Regions from separate parts of the Sus scrofa genome. Here all the other regions are linked to region 1. Evidence: chromatin contacts called from public HiChIP or PLAC-seq data. All regions are on one chromosome and are shown on one strand. Each heading gives the region's core, a stretch centred on a gene start, on an enhancer-like site or on the middle of the called end of the contact. The rest is flanking DNA. Distances are from core to core; before and after follow the strand shown. Region 1 holds the start of STX12 (syntaxin 12). Region 2 holds the start of IFI6 (interferon alpha-inducible protein 6). Region 3 holds the start of FAM76A (family with sequence similarity 76 member A).

The links. HiChIP or PLAC-seq counts read pairs in DNA pulled down with a chosen protein or histone mark.
Region 2: a contact with region 1 is called in an H3K27ac HiChIP or PLAC-seq map of alveolar macrophages. The contact joins the promoter of IFI6 here to the promoter of STX12 in region 1. A contact is called at or near these places in 3 of 5 promoter capture datasets (fetal liver and liver), 12 of 47 Hi-C or Micro-C datasets (alveolar macrophages, blood, embryonic fibroblasts and 7 more) and 2 of 2 datasets of contacts at active chromatin or transcription factors (alveolar macrophages and skeletal muscle).
Region 3: an H3K27ac HiChIP or PLAC-seq map of skeletal muscle shows a contact between it and region 1. The contact joins the promoter of FAM76A here to the promoter of STX12 in region 1. A contact is called at or near these places in 1 of 5 promoter capture datasets (fetal liver), 11 of 47 Hi-C or Micro-C datasets (blood, brain, embryonic fibroblasts and 6 more) and 2 of 2 datasets of contacts at active chromatin or transcription factors (alveolar macrophages and skeletal muscle).

Annotation. Positions count from the first base shown.
Region 1 is chr6:84,917,254-84,920,212 of Sscrofa11.1, reverse strand. STX12 (syntaxin 12) reads right to left here and starts at 1,386. Exons shown (of 9, transcript NM_001243442.1): 1 at 1,139-1,386. The coding sequence starts at 1,256.
Region 2 is chr6:84,856,641-84,859,599 of Sscrofa11.1, reverse strand. It overlaps IFI6 (interferon alpha-inducible protein 6), which reads left to right and starts at 1,528. Exons shown (of 5, transcript XM_021095660.1): 1 at 1,528-1,682.
Region 3 is chr6:84,878,536-84,881,494 of Sscrofa11.1, reverse strand. FAM76A (family with sequence similarity 76 member A) reads right to left here and starts at 1,401. Exons shown (of 5, transcript NM_001243460.1): 1 at 1,260-1,401. The coding sequence starts at 1,340.

The DNA.
Region 1 (2,959 bases), core at 137-2,636:
ATAGACCACATATTCTTCTTTCCACTTTCCAAGCATCCAGGCTCAAACGCTTTCCATCAGAAACTTTCCCTAGCTCAAAATTCTACATTATACATTTAAATTTAAAGCAAAGTGATAGATAGAACATAACTGTAATTCAGGGCCAGCTAGTTCTACTTATTAACAGAGGACAACCAAGCTCACAAAAACACAATAAAAAACAAGGATGATGATGATACCATTCTTTCCAAATAGTCGCTGCTGACCTCTTGTTTACAAGGTTCTGAGCTGATTTTCAGGCACAAGAAATAGCTTGTATTTGACTCATTCAACTGCAGTCTCATTCAGACCCTAATGTTGGATGGTGTGTAGTTTTAAGACAAGCAATGACATTCTGAAATCCACCACCAACTCTGCCATGTCTTACTTGCTAGCTGATGGAGACTAAGTCCCTTTGCCTGTCTCATGTTAGTTCAAAAGAGTAACTAAATGGGGAAGGAAAACAAAACCCTCATTGGCTTGAAATCCAAAAATATATGCATATCTTTTGCTACAAAGACAACGTAAGTTGAAATGTTTTCGGTGAAATCTCTTTATTAAAGCAGAATCTCACCCCTTAAAGTCATTGTGTCTGATTTCAAAATCCATTACAGAAAGAACTGGGTTAAAATCACCAAAACATATGCACTCTCCACTTCCCTTAATTGAAAGCTGCTGACGTCCAAGAAGCCAGAAGCTGAGCAGAAAGTAAAGTCTAAACCAGTAAACAACTCCAGACCCAGACCAAAGAGGAAAGAGAGGTGGGTGGAGGGAGGCAGATGACAGGAAAAACTCGGCTGACCACTGCACCACGTCGACTCACTTAGTACTCTGGAGAGGACACATATACACCCTCCCACCCCGGAGTTGTCAGGACTGTAGTCCTGGCCCCAACACCTTTAGGGCAAAACTCTTGAGAAGAAACTCGAGCTTCAGCTGGGGCTAGGGACTCTCAGGGAGCCTGGGCCTGGCAGACTCGAGGATGGCAGCCCGCCGCACCCAGAGCGGAGGGCCCGAGACGGCCTCGGCTGTGGCCTTGGCCGGGCTCCGCGTCCCGGTAGTCTCACCCAGGCCTGTCCCCAGGATGGTCCCCGCCCCCCAGCCCGGTACCCCGGCTCACTGGCTTGGCTGATCCGCTGGATGTTGCCACTGCACGTCTGGATGATGCTGTTGAAGTCCCGGAGCGGGGGCCCCGAGGCCCCCGGGTTCCGGTACATGTCTAGGGGACCGTAGGACATGACGAGGAGCCGAGACCGACTTGCCCTGCACCGCGCTCCTACCGGAAGCAGCCGCCAGACCCGACCCGCAGGCTGACAGGGAAACCGGGAAGAGAAAGGGCTGGGAAGGGGATGAAGCTGCGTGCGCACTAGCCCCGCCCCCTCGCGGCGCGCACGCGTCCGTCCCCGACCCGACCGGCCCCACAATGCGCAGGCGCTGTTGGAACTGGTGCCGAGATGGGTAGCTTGGAGACCTGACGCTCTGGGGCTTGGGGATGCAGGGCGGAGCGATGACATCATACCTTTGGGGCTCGGATTGGAGGATCTGGGGTGGCGGTGTTGTTTATCGCCAGGGCACGGTGACAAGAAGGCAAGAATTTTTCGATTAGCATAAAATTGTACCAGATGATCTCAGCCCTAACGTCCTATTCTGTTCTATTCTGAGACTTCAGGCCCAAATATGGGAGAATTTGATAACCTTGAAGCTCAGATGCGTAACCAAACTCCTGAAATCCCTCACTCTGCTTCCAGCCTCAAAGGCTTTGGTAGGATTTGTGGAGAACTTTTATGGTTTACAAATCGCTCTCATTCTACCACCCCTCTTGTAGTCTCGTAGTCTAAACAATAAAACGATAATAATAATGGTAAGATTTATTGAGCACATATTATGTGTGACCCCTCACTGCAATTCAGTTGTTCTCTCTCTCTTTTTTTTTTTTTTTTTTTTTGCCTTTTTTGCATTTTGAGTGAATGACCTCAATGTTCCCATAAAAGACTGCATTTTGTAAGCGTATGATAAATGGAAATACAGGGGTAGGATTTTGCTTTGGGAGGAGATCAAGATAGACGTGAAGGCGAACTGGCAGTGTTTGTTTCCTGTGTTCTCCACCGCACCTCACACCAAGTCTGCTTTACTATCTCTGGGAAATAGCCAAGGCAGGAAGCTGCTTGCCTGAGTTGGGGGGGACACCCCAAATGGGTGAATGAGCCTGCATTCAGCCTTAGAACTTTTGTAAGCAAGGCTATCTCTATTTTCTGTTAGAGCATTTGTAACAGAGGTTTTTTGTTTTGTTTTGTTTTGTTTTTTTCTTTTTAGAAAAGGACAGATGACATTTGACATTTAGGGGCTCTCATTCTGGTTATTAAAACCCTACCATTTCTTAGAATCCATAGTTTTATGTCATATAGCAAATCATGTAAATTTTACTTTTTTACCTATAAAATCTTCTTGAGAATGTTTTCATTAACATTTGACTCTATTTAAAGTGAAGTTTGGAGTTTCCGTGTGGCTCAGTGGTTAACGAATCCGACTAGGAACCATGAGGTTGCAGGTTCGATCCCTGGCCCCACTCAGTGGGTTAAGGATCTGGTGCTGCCGTGAGCTGTGGCGTAGGTCACAGGGTCTGCTCAGATCCTGCGTTGCTGTGGCTATGGCCGGCAGCTACAGCTCCAATTAGACCCCTAGGCTGGAAACCTCCAAATGCCACTGGTGTGGCCTTAGAAATGACCAAAAAAAAAAAAAAGATTTAAAAAAAGTGAAGTTCAGTAAATGTATTTTTCTCCGAGGATTGAAGACATGGTGGTGGTTGTTATTGTTGGTTTCTTTCTCCATCTCAAATAAAAGTGGTTTTCCATCTGTGTCTTGGCTATCTTGTGCTATCTCTCATAGCAATACGTTTGTGCCTTGCGTATAAATACTGGCTGTCAAATGAACATTTTTTGCA
Region 2 (2,959 bases), core at 279-2,778, 61 kb after region 1:
GGAACATTGGAGATAAGCAGATCTGTGTAAGTGGCATATAGATGGATTAACAGGAGTTAGTGAAAAGTATGCAGATCTTTGTGTCTCACATTTTTGCTCACCATTGACCTCCTACTGCAGATGAGGCTCTCCAGCCAGATGGTCAGATATCCCATCCTGTGGATGTCAGCCCGCCTGTAAACTTAGTTACCCTGCTACTTTGCAAAAGACTCATAAAAGGGTGGCCATGGTGGCAAGGATGGAGGCTATGAATGGACCCAACAACTTGGCATCCCTTTCACCAAGGCTGATCTAACAATGGCCAACAAATAGCCCACCAGCCAGCAGCAGGCAGCAGCATAGCAACATTGGTCAGAGAGAGCAGCCAGCACTGTGGTGGCAGGTCAGTTACATCAGTCCCCTTCCACTTTGGAGAAAGCAATGATTCATTTTCCTGGAATTGTTATGTACTCCAAATATGGATTGTACTTCTAGTTCTGCAAGCAATAATATCTGAAAGTTTAAAGAATACTCAATCTGGAGATCCTGTTGTGGCTCAGCGGGTTAAGGACCTGACATTGTGTTCCTGAAGATTCGGGTTCGATCCCTGGCCTGGCTCAGCGGGTTAAGGATCTGGCATTGCTGCAAGCAACAGTCACAGATACTGCTCAGATCCAGTGTTGCTGTGGCTGTGGTGTAGGCTGGCAGCTACAGCTCTGATTCCACCCCTAGCCTGGGAACTTCCATATGCCTTGGGTGTGGCTCTAAAAAGAAAAAAGAGAGAGAGAAAGGAAGAAAGAAAGAAAGAAAGCGCAATCCATTACCCAGGGCTAGAAGACCCATTTTAATGGCAAATTAAATGTGTGGCAATGGCCTCTGAACGTGGGCGTCACCGGTCTTACCATATACCCATCACCCAGAAGCAGCCAGCCTGAGAGAACAATGGAATGGAGTGATTTCATTTCCACAAGCTTTAATCTCCTCTGCAAAATAGGTCTGTACACAAATGACGGTAGTCACAAGACTTGTGGGATTGGATCTCTTTCCAGGCCCTTGTATGCAGCAAGTGCTCAATAAATGCAGGCATGATTATTACTTTGTTTTTTCAGGGACGCACCCATGGAATATGGAAGTTCTCAGGCTAGGAGTTGGATTGGAGCTGCAGCTGTTGGCCTACACCATAGCTCATGGCAACGCTGGCTACTTAACCCACTTAGCGAGGCCAGGGATCAAACCTGCAACCTCATGGTTCCTAGTCGCATTTGTTTCCACTGAGACACAATGGAAACTCTTGTGGGCATTATTATTAATTGACTCGAATTGTGAAAGACCTTGTGCCCCAAGAGGTGCTGGTGGTCTGGCTTCACTAAGCCCTGCAGGGCTGTGGACCCCACCCTAATGTGACCTGCTTTGAATACTCTTAGCTGTTTGGAAAGTCACTGGCTTGAATTATACTGTCTGGCCACTAAGCAGCTCAGCAGAGATATTGTCACTGAGCAGAGCTGTAGGGAGGAGACAAGACACTGTAGAACCCTGGAAATGGAAACTGAAACTGGAAACTTGACAGCAATTGGCCACTTGGGGAGGAGAGTTACAGCAGTGGGAAGGATTATAAAAATCCAGCCTGAGAGCCGTTATCTCACTGCTACTGCCATCTATCAGCAGGCTCCAGGCAAGAAGATTTCTTTTCTGCTCTCTTCAAGGTAAACCCAGAAGCTATAAGGTGTGGGTGTCAGGCTGCCTGCCTGTGAGCCTCAGGCCATGAGGGCCAGGATGCCCATTCCTCAGGGAGGCTACACCATTGAGTCCCCTTTAGTGTCCTGGACTAAGACTGGTCTGAGGGCATGGGTTGGTGGGCTTTTAGGGGTTGGGATGCTAAGCTGCAGGAGCTATGAGACTTCGCTTATAGGTGCCATGTCAACAGTATATGGCCTTAATCCTGTCCCTTTGACTCCTCATCTGTGAAATAAGGATCAAGCTACTTTACCTGCCCAAGGGACTGGATGATCTCTGAAAGCCCTTTATCCTAGGATCTACTGTGACAGTGAGTTTATCTTTGAGGATAGATGACAGGATCTGAAGTAAACCTCCAAAGTGTGGGTCTGGGCATCAGTCAATTATGGCTTTAAATCCTGATTCTGCTACAGCTGGGCAGGCCTGGGAGTGTTACTTTTCTGAGTTTGAGTTTCCTTATGTATAATACGTGGTTGAGAATAACGGCACCCGAGTTCCCGCCGTGGCACAATGGTTAACGAATCCTACTAGGAACCATGAGGTTGCAGGTTTGATCCCTGGCCTTGCTCAGTGGGTTAGGGATCCAGCATTGCCGTGAGCTGTGGTGTAGGTTGCAGACGCGGCTCCGATCCCAAGTTGCTGTGGCTCTGGCGTAGGCTGGCGGCTACAGCTCTGATTCGACCCCTAGCCTGGAACCTCCATATACCGTGGGAGCGGCCCAAGAAAATGGCAAAAGACAAAAAAAAAAAAAAAAAAGAATAACGGCACCTACTTCATGGGGTTGTTATGGGTATACATAACTTTGTGCCAGAAAGTGCTAAGTAAGTACTCAACATAGGGGAAATTGTTGGGGGTTTTGTTGTTGTTTGTTTTTAATTCAAGGAAAAAGCATTAAGCAGACAAAGATCACATTAGAGTTGGGGGGGATATGTGTTCTCCTATTTTGTAGTGTCATGGAAATAGCATAGGTTTTGGATTCTGACAGACCTGAGATGTGTCTAGGCTGCACAATTTGCTCTGTGACCTTGGGCTAGCTCCTTTACCCTCCTTTCTTTCTGAAAAACGAATATGAGATCAGTGTTTGGTGCCTGTAAATATTCAATGCATTGTAAGAATAAGTCTATCAGGAGTTCCCTGGTGATTCAGTGGGTTAAGGATCTGGCATTGCCACTGCTGTGGTTTGAGTCACTTCTGTGGTGCAGGTTGGACCCCTGGCCCAGGAACTTCCAAACTTCCACAGGCCGAG
Region 3 (2,959 bases), core at 152-2,651, 39 kb after region 1:
CAGTAGGAGGCAGAGACCTGGGTACTATTCCAAGCATATCCACTGTGCTTGAGTTAGTCACTTAAACTTTCTAGGACTAATTTCTTTCTTCTGTGATTCTGGCATCACCACCCTGCATTGATGTGGGAGTTAAGTAAGAATTTATATGGAACTAGTCATAAATTGTGAAACAAAAGTATGAATAAGTCACAGACTAGGAATCAGAAGCCCTGGATTCTAGTCCGGTTCTCCCTCTGCCACTGTGTGATTCTTTTCAGCAGGTTCACTTTTGAAATCAAAGTGCTGAATTAAATTCATTATTGCTCACAAACATAAAACTGCCCTAAAAAACATACATATGTATGTATATATACACACACACAAACACATGATTAAATATACATGTATATATATATATATGTCCAAAAAAGGCACTCAAACATTTGAGTTTTTGAGTTCTCTCATAAATAGTAAACAAAAAGTGAAGAAGTCCTGGCTATTTGAGGCAATAATGACATACAATTATGAGTTATCCATACCAGAGACACAAACTCTGGATTATTTGGGGATATCTCAACATCACTCTCCAGTTGGCTTAGTGACTTTTACTGTATCCTCACAACACCTCTACTCATTTAAATAGGCAAAACAAGATGAAGCAACTTAAAACGAAAAAAGAGAACTTGGACCTTCGGGGTAAAAACTGATCAGCGGCTGGTTAGGGCGAGGACCGAAGGTCACTAACTAGATGCTGAAAAATCATCCTTTTGCCTCGTGAGCTTGACAGTGGGGCTTTATTATAAAGCCTCACTATGTCCCACTCCGAAACTGGCTGAGAGGTGCCCGTGAGACGCCCGAGTTCGAGACGATCCTCCCAGGCAGCACCCAACTCTGGAGTTCAGTCCCAGGCGAGGCACGGGGTCCCTAAGCCTGAAACCAGGCAGACCCCGGCAGCGGGGAAGCCAGCCCAAGAGCGACCTAGGGCGCGGCTTGTCAGGGGCGTGAGGGGGACCCGCTGTCCCCTCCCCCGACCTCGGAGGGTCAGAGAACAATCCCTCGCGGTTGCTAAGCGCCCGGACACGCCCGCCGCGGGGGCCCGGATAGGGCCTGGATCTCCCCTACATGCCTCGCCGACCCCCAATGGGGCGGGTACGGTTTCTCAGTTCTGTGAGCCAGCCACGCCCTGCCCGAGGGACCCCGCCGGGCGTCCCCGCAGAACCGGGAGCTCCGGGCCGCGCCTCCAGCGTCCCAGTTCCCGGCCGCCGCCCCAGCCCGCGCACCTTGCACAGCTGCTGCCCCTGAGACAGCGCCTCGAAGGGGAAGCGCTGGTGGCACTTGGTGCAGGCGTAGAGCGCCGCCATGTCCGGCCCGGGCCGTGCTCACCGCCCCGCCGGCCCGGCCCGCCGCTTTATCTGACAGTCTGAGGTACAACCTGGCGGCAGGCTGCGGGCTGCGGCAGGCGGGCGGGCCCTCGGGTGCGGGCGGACCAGGGCGGGCGCGGCGGCGCTGAACGCCCGTTCACTGGTTCATTTAGACGTCTATCAAGCACGAAGGGGCGGGACACGGAGCTTCTTACGACTCTGATTCGGTCTGGACTCGAGTACGCCACTTATGACGCGCGCGGCCTCGATTATGTAAAGCGCAGTCACGCGGGGGCGCCGCTGGGAGGGACGGTCTCCCGCCGGGAACCTCGGAAGCGCCTAAGACTCCTCCCACTTCGCTCTCGGTTCCCGCCTTCGCTCCTCCTCTCCCCGGCCGCTGGCGCAACCGCGCTTCTCGCGATACCTCCACGGAGTTGTGAGGTTTCAGTTTCCATGGAGTTGCCCCCTGGCAGCGGGTTGGGTGGAGTGTGTTGCATGGTTGAACCAGACCTCTGTCGCCACCCGGTGCGTGAAGATGAGCTTGTGAGAAGAAGCCTCCATCATCCGGGCAGGAGGGGCCCTCACGGCCCTCCCACTGGAGGGCCAGGAGGGAACCCTGAGAGGCAACTTAGAGGAGTGCCCTCTGAGACCCCTAAAAACGGAAAACTCTAGGGTCGCTGACCTGCAGAGAGAAATAGAGTGGCCCCAGAGAGAGCACCCCTGTGTTGTTTCTACACAGGGCCTTCTGGCTGCTAGAGTGATGACAGCTCCTCTAGGAGGGAGAAGACGGATACTAAGGAGAAGCCTTCCACCTCTGAGAGCCCTCGCGCCCCAGAGGCCCCGTCAGAGTGGGATGCAACTGGTCTGAGGCCTGCTTCCTACTGTGTCTAATCCAGACGCACCCTCAGCTTCTTTCTTGAACTGCCAGGCATTTCCTGGTTAGGCCCGGCCGGAAGGCGAGCTACGCCCTCCTATCCTAGCTACGTGTCCTAACTGCTCCCTGCCTGGGGCATCTAGGGGTAGTCCAAGGAATTGCAAACTTGTGGTTTTTTGTTTGTTTTGTTGCTTGTTTGTTTTTGTCCTATTATGGCCACACCCAGGGCCTATTGAAGTTCCCAGGCTAGGGGTCAAGAATCCGAGTCGCGCGACCACAGTAATGCCAGATCTGAGCTGCGTTTGGGAACGACACCGCAGCTCGAGGCAACATGGGATCCTTTAACCCACTGGGCAAGGCCAGGGATGGAAGCTGCAACCTCATGGATACTAGTGGGTTTCCTTACCACTGAACCACAAGAGGAACTCCCATACTTTTGGTTCTTGAGGCTTTGGCAAAGCTTCCTGCAGTGCTGACCTTTCCAAGTCTCTGCCTATAGCTGCTCTTAGGCTGAGATTAGGTTTAGCTCTGCCAACCGCTTGAACAGTACTAACTGCAATTTTACCTCAACGTGCTTTTTTTTTTTTCCACAGCAACTGAGGGCGCATTTGTGGCTTATAAATCCCTGCCTCCCCAAAATTACTCTCCCTGATATCCAAATCCAGCCCCCCCTCCCCCCCCATTGTGAGTTTGCCCAAAGATGTGTATAATCAAATATTTAGGCGCTGGAGTCAGAAAACTGAAG